Linked DNA regions of Ovis aries: region 2 is linked to region 1. A link is a contact called in public Hi-C data. All regions are on one chromosome and are shown on one strand. The core of a region is the stretch at or near the end of the contact, and the rest is flanking DNA. Distances in the headings are between cores, read along the strand shown.

Evidence for each region. A called contact is a pair of places that touch in the nucleus more often than the background predicts.
Region 2: a contact with region 1 is called in a Hi-C map of hypothalamus, with 5 times the contacts expected there. The contact joins the promoter of ACSS1 here to the promoter of CSTL1 in region 1. A contact is called at or near these places in 4 of 16 Hi-C or Micro-C datasets (hypothalamus, mesenteric adipose tissue, omental adipose tissue and 1 more).

Annotation. Positions count from the first base shown.
Region 1 is chr13:41,639,122-41,642,664 of ARS-UI_Ramb_v3.0, reverse strand. CSTL1 (cystatin like 1) reads right to left here and starts at 1,680. Exons shown (of 3, transcript XM_027976423.3): 1 at 1-1,680.
Region 2 is chr13:42,228,502-42,232,044 of ARS-UI_Ramb_v3.0, reverse strand. It overlaps ACSS1 (acyl-CoA synthetase short chain family member 1), which reads left to right and starts at 1,965. Exons shown (of 13, transcript XM_042229650.1): 1 at 1,965-2,289. The coding sequence starts at 1,998.

The sequences.
Region 1 (3,543 bases), core at 431-2,930:
TTTGTCCAGCTCAGGGAGGCGGCAACCTCAACAATACTTGAGCCCGGATGGCAGGTGTGCAATCATGAAGCAGATACAGAAGGATTCTGAGTGATGTACGAGAGTGCTTGGGTCTGGACCAGCTCAGCCCGCCCCAGACGTCTAGATGTACAGCCACCCTGGATACACCACCAGTCTGTGGACCTGGGAAGGGGAAGGTGATATCCAAGGGCCGTGTTAGGAAACCCACAAACATACCAAATAGTTTTGCTTAAGAAATGTGGGCTGATTATATGCATGGAATAAGGGGAGAACAGGGGCCCTGGTCAAATGGCAGGAAAAGGAAAAGGAGAATGAACATATCCAAGGAAAAGGAGGAAGTGGGAAGAAGTAGGAGGCCTCATCAAGTCTATGCCTAAGGGGAAAAAAAAGAGCCTTGGTCACATCTGTGAAATGAGGAAGTAGCAGTGCTCTAGTCCTTTCCAAGAGTAAGGATGAAACAGGGCAAGATCGTGGACCAATGGGAACACAGCATCCTGGTCCTGTCCACGGAAAGTGAGGAACAGGGACTGGACGACATCCCTGGGGCAAGACGAGTCAGGCAGCAGTGTTCCATTCACAAATCAGAGGGCTGAGATGGGTTGTTTCCACAGTTAAGGGAGAAGTTGAGGGCTTAGTCATGTCCATGTGATAAGTGGAAAGCAGAGGTGGTCCTGTCCATGGTAAAAGGGGGAACCAGGGCTTGGTGAAGACCATGGAATGGGGGGAAGGTGGAACATGCTGCCGGGAAAAGCAACAACTTACTGTCCGTAAAATAAGGGCAAATGGGGGCTCATCATGTCCATGAAACATGGTACAACTAGCAGAAGAAGAACACTCATAAAACTCACAGAAAGGGAAAGCCTGAGGCCCAGTTGCTGTGTGTGGTTATGGGACAGTTGGGTGAAAACTGGAAAGATACGGCGTGGCAGGGGAGTAAGGGGGATCTGAAGCCTGGGCAAGTCTACAAGGTCAGAGGAAGGGGCCTGATCACATCCAGTGACAGAGCCTGAATAGACCACGCTGGGCAAAACCACTGCTCATCGCGCTATGGTCTGACTGGACATCTGAAGTGGGGGTGCCTTTGGTCCCCGAAGTGGAGCAGGTCCTGGGGCAGGGGGAGTCACATGGCTGGTGAGAGCCGAAGCGCTAGGGTGTCCGGCAGGTTCCAGGACAGGCTGTTCGGGAGCAGGCAGCCAGGTAGAGAGCACTCCCGCCTGGCCAGGCTGGGTGCAGACATCCTATGGGGTGGCTGTTGGTCTGATCTCACCATGGGGCCTGGGCCACTGTGAGGGGGACACCGCCCAGCAGGAGCTGAGTGTTGAGGTGGGGAGGCCTCGCCACTGTTGCTTGGCTGAGCTTCACCTTCTGAGTATGTAAAGTCAGTGTCACAGTAAAACAGCCTGTGCATGTTGAATCATAAAAGGTACAGAAGTGCCGGCCCAGTGCCTGGGGCTGTTTGCACAAGAAGGAGCAGGCAGGTGGAACGGCCCTGGGCTGCCGGCCATTCCTTTCCTCCATTGCTCTGGAACGACTGGCCTGGGGCTGGGACATGGGTCAAGGTGTTGCACTCTCCTAGCGACCTGCTTGCTCCTGAGCCTCCCCTCCTCACTTTGGGGGAACAAATGAGCCCCTCCAAGCAACAGGCTGGCCCCTCTGGGTTCTGCTTTCCACCATCTTCTTGTTTGGTTTGTGTTTGACAAGCTCCTCCTTGTCCTCTGAACAGTCCTGCTCTGGCCTGGCTGCTGACCTGGATAGAATCCAGGCAGGAAGCCAATCGATTTGTGGTTCATCCTACTGCCAGAAGCCCTTCAAAGCAAGCCCAGCAGGGAGCAGCCTGAGCTGGATGAATGCCTGCCCAGAACGCTCCCAATGGAGGCTATAGAAGGCACTGCCGGCCGCCAGCGGATGCCCTGGTCCCTGGGCTGAGGCAGAAGGATGTGGCTGACCCTGGCCAGAGGCTTGCTGGTCCCCCATGTGCAGGCCAGCAGCAGACTGCCAGCGGTGGCAAGGCACCACCCTGAAAGCCCCAGGGGACGTTTGCTCTTTCCAGACTAAGACACCTAAGAAACCACGGGGCTCAGGAGGTCAGAGGTCACAGGGCCAGGCATTTTGTCTCCATGGGACTTCTGCCTGGGGTGGTGGGTTTTTCACATGCCTTTGTCCTCATGCAAGCCTTCTACAGATGGTGTTCATAATCCTGTGATGTTGGTTTATCAGCTCCTAAGCAGGCAGGCTATAGTGAAGGATAAGGACGCGTGCTGCAGTTCACGGAAGTCATTTGTAAAAGAATGAAACTAGAACACTTTCTAACACCATACACAAAAATAAACTCAAAATGGATTAAAGATCTAAACGTAAGACCAGAAACTATAAAACTCCTAGAGGAGAACATAGGTAAAACACTCTCCAACATAAATCACAGCAGGGTCCTCTATGACCCACCTCCCAAAATACTGGAAATAAAAGCAAAAATAAACAAATGGGACCTAATTAAAATTAAAAGCTTCTGCACAACAAAGGAAACTAGAAGCAAGGTGAAAAGACAGCCTTCAGAATGGGAGAAAATAATAGCAAATGAAGCAACTGACAAACAACTAATCTCAAAAATATACAAGCAACTCCTGCAGCTCAATTCCAGAAAAATAAACAACCCAATCTAAAAATGGGCCAAAGAACTAAATAGACATTTCTCCAAAAAAGACATACAGATGGCTAACAAACATATGAAAAGATTTTCAACATCACTCATTATCAGAGAAATGCAAATCAAAACCACAATGAGGTACCATTTCACGCCAGTCAGAATGGCTGCGATCCAAAAGTCTACAAGCAATAAATGCTGGAAAGGGTGTGGAGAAAAGGGAACCTTCTTACACTGTTGGTGGGAATGCAAACTAGTACAGCCACTATGGAGAACAGTGTGGAGATTCCTTAAAAAAACTGAAAGTAGAACTGCCTTATGACACAGCAATCCCACTGCTGGGCATACACACTGAGGAAACCAGAATTGAAAGAGACACGTGTACCCCAATGTTCATCGCAGCACTATTTATAATAGCCAGGACATGGAAGCAACCTAGATGTCCATCAGCAGATGAATGGATAAGAAAGCTGTGGCACATATACACAATGGAGTATTACTCAGCCATCAAAAAGAATACATTTGAAAGTTCTAATGAGGTGGATGAAACTGGAGCCTATTATACAGAGTGAAGACTCTGGCATTGAAACATGTAGAATATCATATAAGAATCGAATTGCCAGTCCAGGTTTGATGCAGGATACAGGATGCTAGGGGCTGGTGCACTGGGATTACCCAGAGGAATGGTACAGGGAGGGAGGTGGGAGGGGGGTTGAGGATGGGAAACACATGTACACCCGTGGTGGATTCATGTTGATGTATGGCAAAACCAATACAATATTGTAAAGTAATTAGCCTCCAATTAAAATAAATTTAAATTAAAAAAAAGAGTAGGACATGACTTAGCGACTGAACACCACCAACAAAGCAGGCTATGTGAC
Region 2 (3,543 bases), core at 716-3,215, 590 kb before region 1:
CTTTGCTGAAAAGTTTTGGGGAGTTTAGGGTTTTTAAGGCATGAGCCTCCTCCCTCCTTGCAGGGCCCTGCAATAAACCTTTCTCTGCTCCAGACTCAGGTGTTTTGGTGTTGGTTGGCCTTATGTGGACTTGAGTTTGGTAACATTCTCTGCAGGGGTCTCTAGGGCCTGCTTCTGTGGCCTCTCAGGGCCTGGGCTGGGATAGTCGGAGCAGCATTGCTTATCCACTTGTGGGGAACAGATCCTTCCTCTTGAGGGGGAGCCTCTCATCTATAGAGCAAATGCCTGGGAGTTTTCACCCACTGCTCCAGCATCTGTAGTCATCTTTGGGACCCCCGGCCACACTTACGGTCTTTCTGTATTTCAGTTTTATTATTTATTCTATTAAAAATGGTGATTCGGGGAATTTCCTGGCAGTCCAGTGGTTAGGAATCTGTGCTCTCACTGCATAGGGCCCAGGTTCAATCCCTGATTGGGGAACTAAAATCCTGCATGCTGTGTGGTGAGGCTTAAAAAAAGAAAAAAGTGATTCAGGCCAAGTGGTGAAGCAGAAATTGAGGCGGGAGTGGGGTTGCTGCCCAGCACGTGTTTATTTCTTAGGGCTCAGCGTCCTCATATGTTCCACTTGGGAGCTGAGAGTGGGCATGACTTGATAGCACCAGATAACTTTTAAATTAAGTAGAAAAATGCAGGTCAAGCACTTGGCACAGAGCAGCGCCCATGTGTAAGTGCTAACTGTTCTCATTGGACCCCAGCACCCGCAGCCTTAAAAAGCAGGCACCATGTGCAAGCAGGCAAGTGCACGCAGGCGCACAGGAGAGGGGGCACACACACACACACACACACACACACACTGGGGCTGACAGCAGAAGTTCCTCTTACAGCTAATGGGCTGGAACTCAACCAACCAACTTTCAAAATTCCCCTCTCCCTTCTGTTTATCTTATTTATTATGTGTTTAGTTTGTGGGTGTTGTGATATTCGAGTCTGGCTGAGGCAAGTTTCTGTGGGTTCCCTTCTATCTTTCCTGGCTTGATAACTGGGACATAGCCTCCATTCCCGGGCTTCCTGGGTACAGCTGGGGGAGAGAGATATCATGCGTTTCCCCCTCCCCAGGGCTGCATAAGAATAAATGAGTTGGTGTCTGAAACTTGCAGTCTGGGAGGGACACCCAGGGAGCTCAGTAGCCGGGGTGGTGTAGGCACAGAGACCTTTAAGGAACTCACCCGAGGTCAGAGAGCTAGAAACGTCAGGTTTTGAACCCAGGACACAGAAGCTGTAGCAGCAGGCCGAAACCCCCGGGCGTTTGCTTCGTTGCCACAGGAATGCGGTGGACCCTAGACCACCTCCCTGGGTACCCCCACGGCCTCTTGGGTAGAGGACCCCACTTAGTCCACGGAGCAGGGGTGCTGCTTGTGTGTGTATATTTTGGCCGGGGTCCGGTGCAGGCAGACCTGCGTGTTCCTTTTCCAGGGCGCACGAAGAGACGAACGCCTTCGGCCTCTGAGATGCTGAATGGACCTAACTGGTGGTTCGCTGGCTCCGTGATCGCTCCCGCACTCGGAAGAGCCTGCGTCCCCGGGTTCCCCATCTTTGCGGTTCCCCGCGCCGCGTAGCCGTCGGAGCTGGAGGACGCACCGGTTCAAGCGCCGGCAGCCCGCCCCGGGACCCCGTACCCTGCGCTCCGGGAGGCCCCCCTTCCCCAGCTGCTCCCCCTCCTTTGGCGCTCAGCTCTGGAGCGCAAGCTGAGGGATTGGGAGGGGCGGGGCGGGGGCGGTGCCTGAGGGCGGGCCCGGGGCGCTGGCCGGAGGGGCGGGGCGGGGGCGGAGCCAGGGAGGGGCGCGAGCGCGCGAGGACTGGGAGAGGGAGCGGGATTGGGCGAGGGCCGGGGCGTTGGCAGGAGGGCGGGGCCTGGGGCGGGGCGGGGCCGGGGCGGGGCGCGGGCACGCGGGCGCCCGGTTGCCACAGGGCTCTGAGGCGCGGGACTCTGAGGCGCGATGGCGGCGCGCTGCTTGGGCCGCGGCGTCGGGCGGCTACTGGGGGGCCTCCGCGGGGTGGGGGTGCGGGCGCTGGCGGCCCCGCGGCTCTGGAGCAGCGCCTCCGCCCCCGCAGCGCCGCCCGGCTCCTACCAAGAGCGAATCAAGCTGGCAGCTCGCGAGCCCGCCGCCTTCTGGGGGCCGCTGGCGCGGGACGCTCTCGTGTGGGACACCCCCTACCACACGGTGAGCGACTGCGACTTCCGCAGCGGCAGGATCAGCTGGTTCCTGGGAGGCCAGTTAAACGTGTCTGGTGAGTGGGCCTGGGGACCGGGGCGCCCCAGCTCGCGCGCCCAGGGGACCCCGAGCCCGGCGTGCGGCGGCTCCACACGCTCCCTCCTCGGCGCTCCGGCATCGCTCCCCGGCAAGCGACGCGGCCACCCCCCCCCCCCCCCCCCGCCGGCCCGGCCCCGACTCCTCGGTCGTGGCTCGCGCTCCCCGGCGCCCCCCCCCCCCGCCCCGAGTCTAACGGTGGCCCCCACCGGCCCTAACACCGAGCGTGCCGCACGGGGGGTGGAAGGCAAGGGGCGCGCCAGGAGCAGGACTTCCCGCCCCCGGGGCCGGCCGGCGACAGAACCGAAAAGCTTCTGGCCGTTGTTACCGCCAGGTGCCGGCCGGCGACCCGCCTGGGGAGCAGCCCTGCCCATGTAAACAAACGGGGCTTCGCCGGGTGGCGGGGAGGAGGAAGCCGCCCCGGCAGCCGGAGTCAGCCCGCGGGCGGGCGGGCGGGCGGGAAGGAAGCAGCAGTGGGACCTACCCGCTCTCAGTTTCACCTTCACCCCGAAGACCCAGGGGGCCGGTCTTCCGAGGTCTCAGAAGCCAGCTCCATCGCCAGTCTGACCTCTCTGGCCCCTACTGGAGATTGAATCCCCTACGGTTCTGTCCAGACTTGGGACTGGGGTTCACACTGCCAGCCATGCCCCTGCCCGCCAGGGGCAAAAGGCCCAGCAACTAAGGGAAGAAGGAGGCAGGCTAGGCCTGGAGTGTGAGCAGCCAGATGCGGGGGCGGTCAGAGGGGCTGCCTGTCAAGGAGGAAGTGGGTAATGGGATAGATGGGAGTCTAGGGGCTGTTTAAGGAAAGGTCTTCCTGACCAAGGCCTGAACTGGGCAGTGGGGTCTAAGTGTCCAGGTTCCACTTCTTTACTGGTCCAGTTTTTCTGTTCCTCTGAGTTTCAGCATTCTCCTGTGTAGACTGCTGCTGCTAAGTTGCTTCAGTCGTGTCTGACCCTGTGAGACCCCATAGACGGCAACCCACCAGGCTCCCCCATCCCTGGGATTCTCCAGGCAAGAACACTAGAGTGGGTTGCCATTTCCTTCTCCAATGCATGAAAGTGAAAAGTGAAAGTGAAGTCGCTCAGTCGTGTCTGACTCTTAGCGACCCCATGGACTGCAGCCTACCAGGCTCCTCTGTCCATGGGATTTTCCAGGCAAGAGTACTGGAGTGGGGGCCATTGCCTTCTCTGCCTGTGTAGACTAGAGGGCACAATACCCACCTGAGGGGCTGGGT